Linked DNA regions of Mus musculus: all the other regions are linked to region 1. Evidence: chromatin contacts called from public HiChIP or PLAC-seq data. All regions are on one chromosome and are shown on one strand. The core of a region is the stretch at or near the end of the contact, and the rest is flanking DNA. Distances in the headings are between cores, read along the strand shown. Region 1 has its middle 22 kb from the start of 7530416G11Rik. Region 2 overlaps Fbln1 (fibulin 1). Region 3 has its middle 17 kb from the start of Lncppara.

The links. HiChIP or PLAC-seq counts read pairs in DNA pulled down with a chosen protein or histone mark.
Region 2: a contact with region 1 is called in an HNF4G HiChIP or PLAC-seq map of pancreatic cancer cells. The contact joins two enhancer-like sites. A contact is called at or near these places in 1 of 484 Hi-C or Micro-C datasets (embryonic stem cells) and 1 of 115 datasets of contacts at active chromatin or transcription factors (pancreatic cancer cells).
Region 3: a contact with region 1 is called in an HNF4G HiChIP or PLAC-seq map of pancreatic cancer cells. The contact joins two enhancer-like sites. A contact is called at or near these places in 4 of 484 Hi-C or Micro-C datasets (cortical neurons, embryonic stem cells, liver and 1 more) and 2 of 115 datasets of contacts at active chromatin or transcription factors (embryonic stem cells and pancreatic cancer cells).

The regions. Positions count from the first base shown.
Region 1 is chr15:85,479,331-85,482,329 of GRCm38.p6, forward strand. No RefSeq gene overlaps it. Among named protein-coding and RNA genes, the nearest start is that of 7530416G11Rik, 22 kb to the right of the region's middle. Within about 2 kb of position 1,536, at least 45 of the 459 cell types and tissues checked have an H3K27ac peak or open chromatin away from gene starts, as enhancers often do. A contact at or near this core is called in pancreatic cancer cells, where this site is marked.
Region 2 is chr15:85,228,527-85,231,525 of GRCm38.p6, forward strand. It overlaps Fbln1 (fibulin 1), which reads left to right. Exons shown (of 17, transcript NM_010180.2): 5 at 1,034-1,090; 6 at 2,273-2,374; 7 at 2,891-2,999. Among named protein-coding and RNA genes, the nearest start is that of Fbln1, 24 kb to the left of the region's middle. Within about 2 kb of position 1,620, at least 65 of the 459 cell types and tissues checked have an H3K27ac peak or open chromatin away from gene starts, as enhancers often do. A contact at or near this core is called in pancreatic cancer cells, where this site is marked.
Region 3 is chr15:85,685,448-85,688,446 of GRCm38.p6, forward strand. No RefSeq gene overlaps it. Among named protein-coding and RNA genes, the nearest start is that of Lncppara, 17 kb to the right of the region's middle. Within about 2 kb of position 1,419, at least 163 of the 459 cell types and tissues checked have an H3K27ac peak or open chromatin away from gene starts, as enhancers often do. A contact at or near this core is called in pancreatic cancer cells, where this site is marked.

The DNA.
Region 1 (2,999 bases), core at 286-2,785:
ATGGTTAGAGCTACAGGAGTGGACTGAGCTCTGGTGAGCCTTAGTTTCCATGACTGTAAAATGGGCCTGACACCTCAGCACAGCGACCACACAAGGCTTGTGGCTTGGCATGACTGCAGAGGCCGCTGCCAGGCAGGCAATCTTCGCCAAGAGCCGGATTCCTCCAGGCCCGGCCCAGCTGGCGTTCTCTCCAGTTTCATTGCGTTGGGTTGCAGGGCGATGCAGCCATTGATAATGGTGTAATTGGGGTGACTTGGGTATTTTCCTGATGATGATTCATACTTGGTAAGTCCACATTCCACTGCCATCAAGCGCAGAAGACGGTTAAATAACCTCGTCAGGTATTCAGGTTTCACAACTCCAGTGTCTGAATGTGAGGTCCTTGAGTTACCCAGAGACTCCACACCTCAGTTGTTTACGGGGGGGGGGGGGGGACCTTTTGTTCCCAGAGTCCTACACAGCTGGGGTTTTCTGCAAGGCATTTAGCTGGCACTGGGAGGGTTTCCAGCTACAGTCTCTTCCCAGCCGTTAATAACCTGCAAATGATAAACCTATTCCGAAGCCAGGTTGGACCTCCAGCTTCTCACCTTCCTTGGCTTCCCCTCTCTGTCCTTCCAATTGCTTCTCCTTCTCTGCGTTTCTGAACTTCCTGTTCAGAACTCTTCCCCTCCCCTTGTGGTCTCCCACCCCACCGGTCCCCACCCTCCCCCGTCCCTCTGTGCCCCTCTCCCCTGAGGCCTCTACCTTCAGGTTCTCTTTCTCCCTGGTTTGTGCTCCAGGCACACCCACCTCCTACTCTCCACAGACCAGACCAGCTCGGCACTGGAATGAGGTAGGGACATGGGTGGGTCCTAGAGGAGCCTGTCCCAACCCACTGCCTAAGACAGGGTGTACTGAGCAGTTACGAATTTTCCATTTGTCTTTCAAGGTCTGAACTCTGGGGAGCTTGCATGGGGTCAGAAACTGCACTTTCCTCTGGCTGAGGTGGACAGGCGTACAGTCTCACTGAGGCAAGACAGCAAGTAGGTACAGGACAGGAATAGCTTGCCCACAGTAGGGCTCCTCACATCAGGACTCTGCCTCCTTTTCATGTGTAAGGTGGTCCTGGGCCTGAATCCCAGCCTGGCCAGAGGTGCTCACTGCTGGTCCAGTGTGAGCCAGACCTGACTTGACAAGCAGGGTCCTGGCTTTCCAGGAGGACAAACATAAGAACACTGGCTGCATTGGAAAATAAAGGAGGGGGTGCTAGTGGAGTGGAGGAGCCAGGCAGTGGAGGAAGGAGTGGACCCACTCCTAGCTGCGTGGCCTGAGGAAGTTCTTCCTCTCCAGTGGCAACACTACAATGATGTGAAGGGTCTCTTGTGGCAAGCACTGAGCTGCCTGGCCTGCACCTACTCTGAACTAAAAAGGCCTTAGGAGCAAGCCCCAGATCAGGCAGGTTGGCAGCCTCTGGGCTCCCAGCTAGAGGAGCCATATAGCCAGAGGTGATCCTGCACTGCCCTCTGGGGGATGGCCTGGAGGGAGGAGGAGGAGGCAGCAGCCACCTGCTTCCCACACAGCCTGCCTGCTTTCTGGCTGCTGCTACCTTGGAGGTTTTTCTCACCCTCTGGGAGGTGCGCTCACAGCCACCTCAGCTCCTGGCTCAAGCACCACCCCAGCTGAGGGCGGGAGACAAAGCTTCCCAGCCCATTCCAGGGTTTTGCCTGCCTGCACTTTTAACCCCAGCAACCTAGGGCTAAGGGGGGGGGGGGCTCCCGCTATTGTCATAACAATGGAGACAGCTAAGAGAGAGAGAGAGAGAGAGAGAGAGAGAGAGAGAGAGAGAGAGAGAGAGACCCTTGTTAGGCCATCCCTTTGCTAAAGCTGCAGTGTGAACATGCCATTACAGGTAACCCCCTGCTAAAGCTGCAGTGTGAACATGCCATTACAGGTAACCCCCTGCCTCCTGCACCTTTCCCTCAGGCCAGGTGTCATTTCCATCACACTTAACTTTCCATCGCCTCGTGTGCACGCTCTTAGCACCCACGCCCCATCTCCGTGTGGAGTTCTCAGCTGGCACAGTCCCAACCCTAGTTTAATGCAAACCCTCCCCCCGCAACACTCCCCCCCCCCCGTCCACTCCCTGATACAGTGTGGTGATGCAGGTGTGACTGTGGCCTCACCAACCTCAGTGTCTCTTCTCCACCTGCAGCCATTTAACCCATTCCCATCGACAGTTATCTGCCAGCTCAGGGCCTTCCTGCTTCTATAGACACCAACCTCCGGAAGTTACTTCCCCTCCCCCAGCCCCCAGGATCACTCTCAGGTCATCTCAATTTATGATGCTATGGAGACTCCTGGCCTATACCCACCACCCAGTCCCTGTGATACCTTCCTTTGTAAAAGCTCCTTTGTAGAGCACACCTCTCCTGAAGCACCATGTCTTAGTCCCTTGCTCCCTAGAAAGACGCCCCCCACCCAAGTAGTATCTATTTGCATCTCCATCCCTTCCCCTGCCTTAAGCCTTTGACTACCCCAAAGGTCTGCCTGGTTGCTCCAGCTCTGCAGTCCTTTAGACCACTTCCACCTCAACTGCTGCTGGCCCCCCATAGCTGCTTCTTCGGGGGTTCCTCCACCTGGCCTTCTCCACTCTTAATAGATCTACTGTTCTCCAGGGCTAGCTGACTTGGCTTTTCCTTGTCTCCATGGACTCTTCAGCTCCAAGCACTAATGTTGCCAGCTGAATACTGCGCTGGGCTTGAATTCCTACACCTAGCTTCCTCCTGGGGTGTTTCCCACGGAAAGGTGCCAGCAGCCACACAGTTCCAGGCCCAGACTCATCCCTACCCAGCCTTCCCAGTTCAGAGAGTAACTGGCCACTCCATTCTGCCAGACGTTGGCTCAGAATCTCCACAGCTATCCTACCTCTCCTCTCCTCCACTCCTCTTCCTCCTTCCTCCTGCCCCTCCCACCTTCCCCACATGGAATCTGTCAGCAAGGCTTGGGGCACCACTCTAGGT
Region 2 (2,999 bases), core at 370-2,869, 250 kb before region 1:
ACTTAACATCTGGGAGGGGCCATATGCTCCTCTCAGAGTCCATTGATTTAAATACCACTCTACTGTCACCAAAGCTCCCTTCATAGTGACTTCCCGTCAAGTTGCCCTGTGAGGTTGACCATCACGGCTGTGAGACAGGAAGATTGCCACGTGCTCTGCAGGAGGCTGGCTCCCTTGCAGACCTCACTTTGCCCTGGCAATTGGTGGGTGATTGCCCTTTGATCTGATCCTCTCAGGAAGGCCTTGATGTGTAAGGTCACATGACAAACAGTGATGTGTAAGGTCACATGACAAACAGTAGTGGAGGGAGGACTTGGCCTTTTTGAGTCTTGGCCAGTGTGAGCCAGTGGCTGGGTGCATCTGTGTTCAGGTGGCAGGCTCTTCCTCAGAGGGCTGTGGGACCACAGAAGCAGTTCTGTTGGCCAGCTCTACCTGTCCCCATTGACTACAGCCACCTGTGCTTGAAGCCCTGAGGGCCATGGCTCTGTGATATAGGAATTTCTTGTTGTTTTTAATTTATATTTCTGAGTATGAGTGTTTCCTGCATATATGTATACCGTGTGCCCTCCATGGTCAGAAGAGTTCTCTTAGAGGACAGAGGAGGGAATTGGAGCCCCAGGAACTGGAACTACTGGTGGCCGTGAGCCAAGTGTGGGAGCTAGGAACGGAACCCAGGTCCTCTGCAAGAAAGATGTGTTTTTAACCGCTGAGCCATCTCTCCAGCCCCGACCCCCTGGTTCTTTCATCCGCTCTCTTACACTGTGAGCTCCTGAGTCGTGCAGGAAGCCCTGAGAAGCTGCAGGCAATCCGTGCACTATGCTTGCTGGGAATTTTACCTCATTCACATCTCTCTTGAGCTTTAGACTCACCGACTACGATAACTAATTCAGGCTGTGTGTTGGGAGAGCTTACCTGCCCCTTCATGTGAGGGTACATTTACCAAAGTTGAACGAGTGTGGTGTGCTCGGATGTGTCCGGTCCTGACAGGAGGAGCAGGTGCTTGTGTCATCTTGTGTCATCTCTCTACCCCTAGCTAAGATTCCTGACGAGGAGGACCAAGAAGACCCGTACCTGAATGACCGCTGTCGAGGTGAGATGTTGGGATCTGTGGGAGTCCTTTGGTAGGTAGCTATGAAAGCCCAGGGGATAGTGTTGACTTCTGCTAAGACTCAGCTGGAAAGTACTTCTGTTCTTGGGGCCCTTGGGGCTCCCTGTTTCTTCCACCCTTGAGTGCTCAGAGCCGGGGGGATCTGTCGGGGACAGTGGCTTATGGAGGCAGGACTGGTGTGAGCACTCCAGTGCCAGCAAGCTCCTGGGCTCTGTGGGTGATGATACTTCTCCAAGGCTGCGATGCCCCAGGAGAGTAGCTATTTCTTATCTGTGTGTCCCTGGAGCCCCGCTTGTCCCTGTAGAGTCATGGTCTCTTAGGAGACCTTTGCACTTACGTTAGAGTGACCACGCAGTGCAGCCTTTTCTAACTAAATTCTTTTTCTTCAAGAACATTCTGGCTCATCTAACCTGACCGTTCTGTTGCAGCTCCACCCAAAGGGTTCACTCTGCGACTGGGTGTTAGGTATGCAGGCAGCTTAATCACAAAGTGATAGCGCCAGCACTCAGTGTCAACCTGCGCTGAGGCCAGGAGGGAGGGGAGAGGGAGATAAGGAGTTCCCAGGAAGCTTGGAGTGAGCCCTCTCTGGGTGGCCACAGATGATTTCTGCGAGAGTGACAGCCGGTGTGACAACTTAGGAGGATCCATTAGCCACCATCGCTGTAAGGCCTGCGTGCCCCTGATAGCCAGCCAGGCTGTGGCAAAGGAAACACAGATCATCCCAGTGGGGTTACACTCGAAGTATCCCGTGTGAGTCACAGGGGAGGTGCCAGGCAGGGAGAGGCTGTACCCACAATTGTCACAGCACCGGACATGGACATGGGCAAGCTAGCAGGAATGGGCAGCTGGAAACCCTTGAGAGTTACATGGGCTCTGATAGAGCCCTGCCTCCAGGTGGAGCCTGTTCCCCCCAGGCCTCTTGTTGACCACGAGCAGTATGCCTCCCCAGGTCCACTCTAACCACAGAAGCAACACAAGGTTCCTAACTTGTCAGACCTCTGCTGCCTTCAGAGGCCCCGGAGACGCTCAGAGCCGAGGCTTGGGAGTGTCCCAAGGACCACACGTGGCTGTGGCAAGGAGCCTGTTTTCTGTGTCCGTGCATCCTGGAAGGGTCTCTGAAGGTCGCTCAGTCTGTTCACTAGCTCCCATGGACTCTGGTTGCAGGTGGCGGGCCCTGTAAGCAGCAGTGCCGTGACACTGGGGACGAGGTGATCTGCTCTTGCTTTGTGGGCTACCAGCTGCAGTCGGATGGTGTCTCCTGCGAAGGTAACATCTGAGAGCTAGCCCCTGTGCTTCGGAGCCTCTGCTGAGCAGGCCTGCGTGGCACAACCTTTGTTCCATTCCTGGAACACAGCTGGGACCTGCGTGCTGCCTGGACAAGGCTGTCTTCTAGAAGACTATAGATACAGTGTGGGCAAAGGGCTGCATTGGGGTTCACCTGGGTTCAGGATCTGCCGTGAGGCCTTGGGTAGATCTTTCTTTCTGCCTTTCCCGTTGTCTAAGAGATGGGGATGATGCATGCGACCTCCTTTGTGGGAGTCTTGTAGACGCCATGATTCTAGGGTCTGGCCCTTACTCAAAGAGATCTGAAACTTAACAGAGCTTGATTTGGTGTCTGCCCCTCTCCAGATGTGCCCACAGCAAGACTCAGCTCAGTTTGATTGGGCAACTTGATGAATGCAGGAAGCCAGATCCACCATGGCTTCTGGGACATTCCTTCTGCTCAAGCTTAAGGCTTGGTTGTTCTTGCTGGTTACTTCTGCATCGCCTTAATCTCTCTAGATATCAATGAATGCATCACAGGCAGCCATAACTGCCGGCTGGGAGAATCCTGCATCAATACAGTGGGCTCTTTCCGCTGCCAGCGGGACAGCAGCTGTGGGACTGGCTA
Region 3 (2,999 bases), core at 169-2,668, 210 kb after region 1:
CTCTGCCCCTGAGACAGGGTCATTCTTGAACAGATGACCCCCTGGACCATCCAGCTGAGAGGACAATGCCAGGTACCGGAAAGTGAGCACTCCTAAGGCCAAGCATATGACTAGGACCTCAGCTAGGTGTCAGGATAGCAAAGGAATGGCCACTGAGGTCAGTGTCCAGCTGACAAGAGAGGAGATAAGAGCAGGTAAGCAGGCCCGGCTAGAGAGCTCCAAGGCTGAAAGCTTTGGCCCAGGCGTGAGCTCGGACGGAATTGGCTCTTCCCAGAGAGCCCCCGTGCAAGTTAGACACCACAGACAGGTCTTATTCTGTGTGATGGGGAGAAGTGATTTTGCAGAGTACCTACTAAGTGCCAGGCCCAGGCTGGGAATTGTCATGCATTTTAAAAAACAATCTCCACATTCATTTTAATGTCTCCAATTCTGTCTTGTCTTGATGTCTGACCGGAGCCCATGCTGAATGCATTAGACTGCAGAATAAATAGAGCATAGTTCTTGCCCTCGAGAGAGAACCCCCCTGTCTAGTGAGCGCTGGGTGCTAACTTTTCTATATAAGCAGGTCAAGGTACAGAGAGGCTGGAGAGCTTTCCCACAGCCAGAGTCTGGCGTTGGACTCCCGTTTATTTCCTGCCTGTTAGAGGCTGACTTTGGCCGGTTTCTCCTCAGACACCCAACACCAGTAAGGATCTTTCCTTTGGCCTGGAGTTCTGCTGCAATAAAAAGGAGTTGTCCTGAGGGTCTAGGCCATGGAGGTTTGGGGTTGCTGGAGACCTCTCTGACAGAGCTACCATCACCTCTCTGCTGGAGTCTGCAGCTCTGAGTTTTCTGGGGGTCTAGGATACTTCCCTGGCTCAGGGTTTCTATACCTATGTGGTCTGATGTGCTGTGGACCACACTCAGGGTAGCAGCAAGAGATGAGGAGGGAGCCTGGTGTCCCCATTGTTTCCCATAGTCCTGAGGCAGGGAGCTACTTAGAACTGGGAGCCTGGATGCTGTGTCCCAGGTCATGATGGGCTCATAAAAGGCTAGTTCTCCGTGGTAAGTGTGTCAAAGCACAGAGCAAGGGGGACTTCTAAGAGTCCCACCCAGCTGCATTAGTTGGTGTGGCCCACGTTGGGGGCTTGTGTCCCCCAAGCCCACAGAGTCTCTTGCATATCACAATGGTATGGAGCTCCTTTGATTCTTTAGGCCTCCATCACTCAGGTTGTAGGCCCCGTAGCACACCAGGCCAAGTGTGCCTGTGGGAGGAGAGCCATCGGTACCATCGAGAGAACAGTAGAGGACCATGTGGTGGTGATCCCTGTCTCGCTCCCCAACTCCCCCCACTTTACAAGTACCAGCAGGCCTGAGGCACACAGAGCATCCACATGGCTGGCATGACTAATGCAGATATCTTCAGGAAGGCCAGGCTCCCACTGAGATGCCCGTGGGCCTACTCCCTTTGGAGGAGGCTTGGGTCGTGGGTTGAGAGCACCTGAGGAATCCAGGAGACTTCCTGGAGGTGGTGGACCGACAGCCCTGGGCTCTTCCCTAAAGCTGACCACCATAGCTATGGCTGCAGGGCCCTGCGCCCAGTCTTACTCCTGCCACGTCCCAGGGCTCCCTGCCAGGCGCCACCCCCACCCCCCCACCCCCACCAGCCCTGAACAGGCCACATCTGCTGCAGCAGCCACGCCAGAGCTCCACCTCCTATCCTGTCCCCATGGAAACCAAAGTCAGGGGGGGGGAGTTAGCCACTGACTGGTTTCCATTAGAGCAGCCTGCTTTTCTGGAGCCCTGCCCCTGAGCTTCTAGGCCTCCCCAGAGACTTCCTCCTGCATTTGCTGAGCACCACTCAGTCTGTGCCAGGGAGCTCAAGGGTCCCAGCCCTGCCCACACTAGCCAGCTTACATCAGGGAAGTATCAGGTGGGTTCAGGGCCCAGCCAATCACTAGGGATGCTTTGGGCCAGTTATGGTGTTGGGACTGACCGAAAACCACCACCACACAGATTTTGTGTCTTAAAGAAGCTATGTGCCCAAGTCAGTCCTGCCTGGATTCCAGAACTCCCACCCAATCGTAGAACCTATGGGACCTTAGACCCCTTTTTCCAGTCTCTGGGCCTCGGTTTACCCATCCTCAACATGAGAGGGTTAGCAGGTTTCTATGTCCCTTGTAGTAGTATTTAAGTAGGGAGGGTGGGAAAGGAAGAAAGAAGAAAGAAAAAACGGAGCCACAGCAGTGTGAGCTCCTCTGGGCTCCCAGGCTGCGGTTTTGTTTGCTTTCAGAGAAGGGGGTTTTGAAGGAATCTTGGTTGTGGAATGTGTCTGAGACGGTGGTTGGAGAGGCCGCACACAAGCCAGCCAGAGCCCTTAGCATCTGTTTGGCACCCAGTGACCTAGCTATGAATGCAGCGACAGGAAGCTCCAGGCCTGCCAGAGGGCTCTGCAAACGACCAAAGAGGTTTCCAGAGGTCAGAAACCTAGGCCTAGGATGAGATCCTACTTAAAAAAAACAAAAAACAAAAAAAAACAAAACAAAAAAAAACCTCCCGTGTGTTCATCCCTAGGGAGGCCTGGGAAAGGGATACATACATGGTGGCTTTGCAAAGTTCACCTGAGGGCTATATGTGTCTGTGGCAGCTTCAACCTGGCCTTTACGCGGGTGGCATGGTAGTGCACCACCCTCCTCCTTCATGGAATCAGGAAGAGAATATGGATGTATGCGCTGGCACTGACACTGGCACTGGCTCTGGGGGCGGGGAGCACCTTTTGAGCAGCCTCCAAATGGGAAGCCGCTTGCATTGCCTTCAGTGCCTCACTGTTTGCATCTGCAAAATGGGGACAGCGACCCAGACTCGGTGTGAAAGCTAGAGGAAAAGAGGGGCCAGAGCTGGATACATGCAGCAGGTAGGATCTAAGTGGGACCAGCATGGGGACCTCATGAACCAAACAGGCCCCGCATCCCAGTTGCTGCTGCATTCTAGTTGCTGCTGCCCAGGTACTGAGGCACCTG